Regions from separate parts of the Ovis aries genome. Here region 1 is linked to region 2. The links are chromatin contacts, called in public Hi-C maps. All regions are on one chromosome and are shown on one strand. The core of a region is the stretch at or near the end of the contact, and the rest is flanking DNA. Distances in the headings are between cores, read along the strand shown. Region 1 holds the start of BTG1 (BTG anti-proliferation factor 1). Region 2 has its middle 100 kb from the start of BTG1.

Evidence for each region. Hi-C and Micro-C count contacts between places; a contact is called where the count stands out from the background.
Region 1: a contact with region 2 is called in a Hi-C map of blood, with 2.6 times the contacts expected there. The contact joins the promoter of BTG1 here to the enhancer-like site in region 2. A contact is called at or near these places in 2 of 16 Hi-C or Micro-C datasets (both in blood).

What each region holds. Positions count from the first base shown.
Region 1 is chr3:128,536,761-128,540,322 of ARS-UI_Ramb_v3.0, forward strand. BTG1 (BTG anti-proliferation factor 1) reads right to left here and starts at 1,908. Exons shown (of 2, transcript NM_001142887.1): 1 at 1,759-1,908; 2 at 1-810. The coding sequence starts at 1,906. The coding sequence ends at 443. LOC121819091 (a long non-coding RNA gene) reads left to right here and starts at 2,579. Exons shown (of 2, transcript XR_009600216.1): 1 at 2,579-2,961.
Region 2 is chr3:128,435,756-128,439,549 of ARS-UI_Ramb_v3.0, forward strand. No RefSeq gene overlaps it. Among named protein-coding and RNA genes, the nearest start is that of BTG1, 100 kb to the right of the region's middle. Within about 2 kb of position 1,371, at least 16 of the 54 cell types and tissues checked have an H3K27ac peak or open chromatin away from gene starts, as enhancers often do.

The DNA.
Region 1 (3,562 bases), core at 658-3,157, 100 kb after region 2:
TCATAAAATTTCCAGTACTACCATGTTTAAAATGTTGAGCTTTCCTATTGAGCTGCCAAAAAGGATAATAACTTTTAAGTGTAATAGTGCAAATTTTCTCTGCAAGTTCTACTGCAGAGAAATACAAATTTTCATTAAAGGGACTGACGTAAAAATTTAGGTATCATGTCTGGGAGAAACTGAAACCATCCTAGGACTTCACTCCTAGCAAATAAGATGATCATTTACTTGGACTCACAGGCTATTAAAATCATTGAAAGGTACTGTCCAAACTATGGCACTGTCACTTAAAAAAATTTTTTTTTTACCACTCTATCTTGTGCCAGATCTTCACAGCTGTGACATGGTTTAAATTCCATAATCCATCCCCAAGGGGAGCCCACCCAAAGCAAAAATCAAATTTATCCATCCATTATAAGATGATCCATCCACAGACTATATCTTAACCTGATACAGTCATCATATTGTAGTTTTTGGAAGGGCTTGTTCTGCCCAAGAGAAGTTCCTCCTTACAGCTGATTCTGCTGTCTACCATTTGCACGTTGGTGCTGTTTTGGGTGCTACCTCCTGCTGGTGAGGCTTCGTACAGCACACAGATGGAGCCATCCTCGCCAATTCTGTAGGACACTTCGTACGGGTCAACCCAGAGCGTGAGTTCACTTGGGAGAAGCCTGAACAGCTCCTGACTGCTCAGTCCAATCCGCTGCGCTGCCTGTCCAATCAGAGGATCCATTTTATGGTTGATGCGAATACAACGGTAACCTGATCCCTTGCAGGGCTTCTCTGGGAACCAGTGATGTTTATAATGTTCTACACAAGAAAGGAAGAGAGAAAACAATGCTTAGACCCCGTTACTGCCGGCTCCCGCCTTAGTCTCCTTCTTCTGTTGGCTCCTTTAAGTGAAAATGCCGAATATCAACTTTTTTTTAAAAAGCCCCGCAACGCATTCGCGGATGTGCGCGGATGGAAAACGAGCAGGGCAGGGTTTTAGAAACAACAGTTGCACGGGACAAAACAATCTCCGGGAACCAACCGGCTGAGCCGCCAAAACGGGAATCAGGCGCGCAGCCTGCGCCAGCCGGACGGCACCGGCGGCCAGGCGGGAACCTGTTTACTTTCTCCACCCCACCCTGGCCGCACACAATAGGGTTTATGACTTTGGAGGAGAAGCGCCACCGGAGTGTTAACCCCGAAGGGAAGGAAAACAAGCCACCCTAAACCACGCTCTGGGCAGGGCTGTAATTGTGCCGCTGACAAATCCGATGATTAATGGGCAGGGTTAGGAGGCGTGGGGGGACCGCACGTCTGTCCCGAGTGAGCTTCGGGGCAGCCGCGCCGTTTTACCCCCGGGCCCGACCGCCGAGCCCGCAACCGTTGGACCGGAGTGGGGGGAGGGAGCGTCGAACCCACCCCAGCCCGCGGGTCCTTTGTCCCCCCAAATCCGCGGAACGTCCGAAGACCGCAGCTCCCGCCTCGGTCGGCTTTAGTTTCTTTGTTGTGCGTCAGTTTTCTTCTCCCCTCCGTTGGCCAACCGCGGGGGGACAGGGAGCGCCCTCGACCCAAGCCCCAAACCCTCCCCGGGACCCGCCGTTAGCGGCCGCCGGCGCGCCAGCCACCATCCCGCGGTCGGACTCGAGCGCGGTCGCCCGGGGCGCTGCGGACACTCCCGCGGCCCCGACGGCCCGGCCCCTACAAGTGCGGCCGCGTCGCCCCCCGCCCCCGGCGTCCCTCGCCCTCCTGCCACCACGGCCCGCTCACCTGCCAGCAGCTCCTGCAGGCTCTGACTGAAGGTCTGCAGTTGTCGCTCGCTCGTGAGCCCCTTGGTGCGGAGGAACTTAGAGATGAAGGACACGGCGGCGGCGATCTCGCCTATCATGGTGGCGGCCCGACTGTAGAAGGGATGCATGGGGGCGGCGGGCGGGGGCGGCCCGGGGCGGCCGGGGCTCGGCGGCGCGGCCCCGACGGAGGAGCGGCCACCCCGGGCTCCCTCACAAGTCAGAGGGCTGAGAGGGAGAGAGGGCGTGAGCGGCGTAAGGCTACTTTTTTTTCTCCTTTCTTTATAGTAAAAAAAGTTATTTTCGACACAGGAGGCGGCAGGAAAGAGGAAGAGACGAGCGACGGCGGCCTGGTCACATCGCTCGGACCTCCCCAGCCGCCTCCGCCTCCAGCTCCGCAGCCTCCGAAGCTCCCAACAGTTGCATTTCCAGCTCCGACGGGCTAAGAGATAAAGGGGTGGTGCAGCACTTTTTATAGAGCCACGGAAAGGAAGTGGCGTAGCTGGAGCGTGACGGCCCAGTCCAGCCAATCCAGAGATCGCACCATTGTGACGCAAGCAGATTCGGAGTCGGAGGGGGCGGGAAAAAGGGGCCAAGGGGCGGGTCCATAGACTAGGAAGAGAGGGAGGAGCTGACGTAATCCGCTTGTAAACAAATAAACCCTGGAGTGGCAGCGGGAGAACGGGGAGCAAGTGGCGGGGGAAGGAGGAAACTAGGGGTGCGCGTGTGAAAGCCCCGCCTCCCCAGCCCTAGCTCCTCCTTCCCGCTCCAGCAACTCCAGGCACCGCGCCAGCGCATCCTCTGCAAGAGTACTCTGCCCGGGCTAGCCTGCAAGGAGGCTTAATGCTGTGCAGATAAAAGCGGCCCGGCTTAGGCTGTGTACGCCCGCGCCAGCGGCACGAATACGTCTGCATGGCAGTGGCCCGCTGACTGTACTCGGTGTTTACATCCTGTCCCCGACGCCGAGTCTACGTGGCTGGCTCCACGGGCAGGATGAGCAGCGGGGTGTGGGTACCAGTGCTGAGGATACGGGGAGTGTGGAGAAGAGTGGAGCGAACCGGCTCTCGAGGGTTAGTCAGCCTGTTAGGGTTGCTGTTCAGTGGCGTCAAGAGTCAAAAGGAGAGAAGAATGGAGTCCTTACTGAACCCATCTTAAAACTGATAAGAAAGCCTGTAATTGCAGATAAGTATGTTAACCGTAACGTTTAATCTATAAACAGAAAAAAACTATATAATGCGTTTTACACCGTTTACGCACAAAACCGAAGGTTGTTTCTTTTTCTAAACTAAGTAACTGTCTCAGCCTTCGCCTTTTGCTGTTCTTTATAAAACAAGAAAATAAAGATAAAATGTGAAGGCTGTGAAAGTACTAGGGCAGACATTTAAGGTTACTTGAAGTCCTACTTGCCAGGCTGGGGGTAGGGGTGGGGGGCCGGAGGGGACGCGGGAATACGAAGGCAGGAGCCTGCTAAAAACGATTAGGCCTGCGAAAGGGTTAACCCGAACTCCATTAAAGAGGAGGGGGGGAAAAAAAGATGGTGAGCTGGGCAGATGGAGAAAGCAAACAAGAGGCAGAAGTTGAACTCTACCAGATGGAAATAAATATCCTGAACTTAGCTGGTCATCAATATTGCAAAACACTGCTGAGCCAAAGGGTATAGAAATGAAGGGAAAAGTACAATTCACCATAAAGCAGTAGGAGAAAAATATTTGTTGTTTGAATGAAATATGTAAAACTGGGCTTGAAAGAATAGCTTCTAGGTTATTTTTTCATTTGTATACAATAAT
Region 2 (3,794 bases), core at 121-2,620:
TCAATAAAAGATGCTGAGTTAAATGACTGAATGAGTAAATGGGCATGTGATGTCCTTTGTTTTATTGTTTAGTTGCTAAAGTGAAAGTGAAAGTCACTCAGTCTTGTCTGACTCTTTGTGACCCCATGGACTGTATAGTCCATGGAATTCTCCAGGCCAGAATACTGGAGTGGGTGGCCAGACAGCCAACCATCTCAAGAATCCTCCATGTCCATCTGGGGCCTTCATATGTGATTCTACCATGCTGCTAACATCAGTCCAGTCTTGCTTCTGCCATGTCCCTCTCATCTTCACTTTTCATACCCTGCCCTCCACCCCTAACTGAAAGCTGGCCTGTCCAATAGATGATGCCTACAGATCTCAAATGGCAAGTTTCTAATCTGATTAATTTATCTATCCCAAGGAGGGAAGACCAGAACGGTGGCTCCCTGGCTGATTAAAAGAATCACCCAGAAGAAATTATGAATGGCTTTGTTCTTACCTGGTGCTATTCAGTAGGTCTCAGTTTGACAAGGGATCTCTCTGTCCTTTTTAAAGCATCTTCCTGATTCCAGTGATGAGGCAAATTTTTGAACTGCCCCATGAGACGCACAATCACAAGAATGGATACCATCTTGCTCTCTAATAAAAGCCATTCAGAAAACACACCCACTGTGTTGTCCATCTCCTGGATGGCAAAGCAGTGACTCTGCAACTCAGTGAAGACAGAAGGGGAACAATTTCATTTGTAACTGACTAGCAGAAGTCATTCCTATTCTAGTTATGCCTTCAGAATCTCCAAATACAATGAATGAATTTTGGGTCAGCTCCCTGACCGCAGAAGTGAGATTCTATTCCTTATTCCATTTGTGTCTTTGTAATAGATGTGATTTTTAGGCCCAAGGTCATTTGGAAACTGATAAGTATATTGTGTAAAAAAAAGTCAGCTCTAAGCCCTCCAGTCCCCTACCGAAGAGATGGATCCAAAGGCAGAAATCCCAGTCCCTAGGATGATTGCTCTTACTCTGCTTTTTCTCAGTATCAGGTGGCATCACACCTTTCCCCAGCAGCCACTCTTCCTCTCCTGACTCCATAGCTGCAGGTTTTGACAGAGCAGACTTCTCCTATGCTAAACAAATGACTTTTTTGAGGCACATTTCCCACTCACTAATACTCTGTGGGCTTCCAGTAAAATTTTAAGATTGCCACATATCCCAGAGGCATTAAAGACCTAATTTTAGAGAAGATGGCAAGGGCCACTGGGAAAACCCATCCTTAACCGTAAGAGTAACGGAGGAGGAGGTGGCTGTGGCCCACTTCCTCGGTCTCACAGGGCAGCATCTTTATGAAAAATGAGCTCAGCTGTTAACAGCCCAGGGAGGGACTGCTATCTACCACATCACAGCCAGCAGAGAAGAACAGGATGTTATGAGTACAGCGTGAACCTCACAGCCAGAGTCAAAACCATACTCGGCGCTTCCCAGGCACATGTTTCCCTTGTTTTCTTCAAACTTCAAGAGAAAACTCTTCCGTTCTGTAAAAGCGTAAGAAAACGGTACCCGGGGAATGGGGCAGCGCACAACTGATCCATCTCCTTGTTTTCGTGTCATGATTGAAAAGAAAGCCCACTCTGGTTCATAACGCCGTAGCACCAAAGTGGCCGGTAGCTCCTCCGTGACTCTTAAAGGACTTCGTCTCCAGGTCACTTGTCTGCGGCCCAAGGAGCCCCAAAGCCCTTTTTGCAGACGCACCTGCAGGTCAGTTCATTTCTGCCAGACTCTTTGACTAAAACATGAAGACAGCTAAGAGCCTTCCGTTAAACATTGTTCGGTTTCAGAAAACAAAACGAAGTGATAGCAAGGGGGCACTGACCACCCCACTGAAGGTGAAGAAAGGTTAACCCCCCCACAACTGGCCGTGCTGATTAAATACTCATTTGCTCTCCTCGGTACCTCCCTTTGTAAAAATTGAACAGCCCACTAGCTGTCAGGTCTAACTCATCCAGTGTCCCTGCAAAGTTCAGAGTATGCTCGTTAGGAATGCAAGGCTTTAGAGGAATCTGGGTTTGAATCCCTCTACTACTTGCTGAGGGATCTTGTGCTAGTTACATAACCTTTCTGAGCCTCAGTTTCTTTTCTTAAAAAGACAAAAATCTATCATAAGAATTAAATAGGAGAATCTATATAAAGGATTTACATGAGATCTGCTCTTTGGGGAATTCTAAACAGGAATTATTGCTTCCCAGATGGCATAGTGGTAAAGAATCTGCTGGGCAATGCAAGAGACACAGGTTCAATCCCTGGGTTGGGAAGATCTCCTGGAGTAGGAAATGGCAACCCACTCGAGTATTCTTCCCTGGAAAATCCCATGCACAGAAGAGACTGGTGGGCTACAGTCCACTGAGTCACAGAGTCAGACACAACTGAACACACACACAGTCGATAGGTATTAGTATTATCACACTAGTATGCTGCTGCTGCTGCTAAGTCGCTTCAGTCGTGTCCGACTCTGTGCGACCCCAGAGATGGCAGCCCACCAGGCCCCCCCGTCCCTGGGATTCTCCAGGCAAGAACACTGGAGTGGGTTGCCATTTCCTTCTCCAATGCATGAAAGTGAAAAGGGAAAGTGAAGTTGCTCAGTCGGTCTGACTCTTAGCGACCTCATGGACTGCAGCCTACCAGGCTCCTCCATCCATGGGATTTTCCAGGCAAGAGTACTGGAGTGGGGTGCCATTGCCTTCTCCGATCACACTAGTATATGAATTCACAAGAGGCTGCAAGCGAAATAGCTCTAATACAAGCTGACTTAAACAAAGAAAAAACAAAACAAAATAATTCCCACACACAGTGGCCTCTTTGGTTCAAGTACACGCTGATCTAATGAAGCCCTAAGACTTGATTTCCTACCCTGACCCCTCCCTGCCTTCTATCTGCCCTGCTCTTTGGCCTTGACTCTTCTGCAGGATCATTCCAGGATTCCAGGTTTCCATAAAGAAGCCACAGTGTAGAAATCTCCATCAAGAGCTGCTAATTTGTAATCTCATTGACGGGATGGATCATTTGGGCATCCTTGAAGCCATCAGCCTGAGAGACAGAGAATGCGCTAATTACTCAGGCCTGGGTCACATGCTTGTCTAGGAGAGGAGGGTGATACCCACCCTCCAGCCTCACAGAATCTGCAGCCATTGAGGCTGGGAGAAGGTGCTTCTCCGAAGGAAGATGAAGTCACCCTATCACCCAAGAAAAGGGGCATGGATGTCGAGTAGATACCACTGCAGTCCCCAGACTAATTTCTCTTTCATTAAAGACTCTAGCCTGTGAAGAGGGGATGTGTGAACTTAACCTTCAAATTGTGACAGCAAGGCCAGAGGTAGTAGAACAAGTTCTCTCAGCTGCCTTCTAAGATGCAAGACAAGAACATCAGACCCGTAATCTCTCAAGATATTGACTTGTCCTAGGTCCTCAGGGAGGGCAGATCCTTCATTTGGGGGCTTCCCTGGTAGCGAAGACGATAAAGAATCTGCCTGCAATGAGGGAGACCAGGGTTCGATCCCTGGGTTGGGAAGATCCCCTGGAGAAGGGAATGGCAACTCACTCCAGCATTCTTGCCTGGAGAATCCCGTGGACAGAGGAGCCTGGCGGGCTACAGTCCATGGGGTCGCAGAGTCAGATATGACTCAGTGACTAAGCACAGACCCAGAACAGGTCCCCAAAGGCTACTCTGGGAGTGGAAATGCTGTTGGTGACAAGTTAAAGGTTACCTATAAACTGGCTTTTCTTGCGCACTCTGTGTAAGATTGGAATTTTTTAATTGGT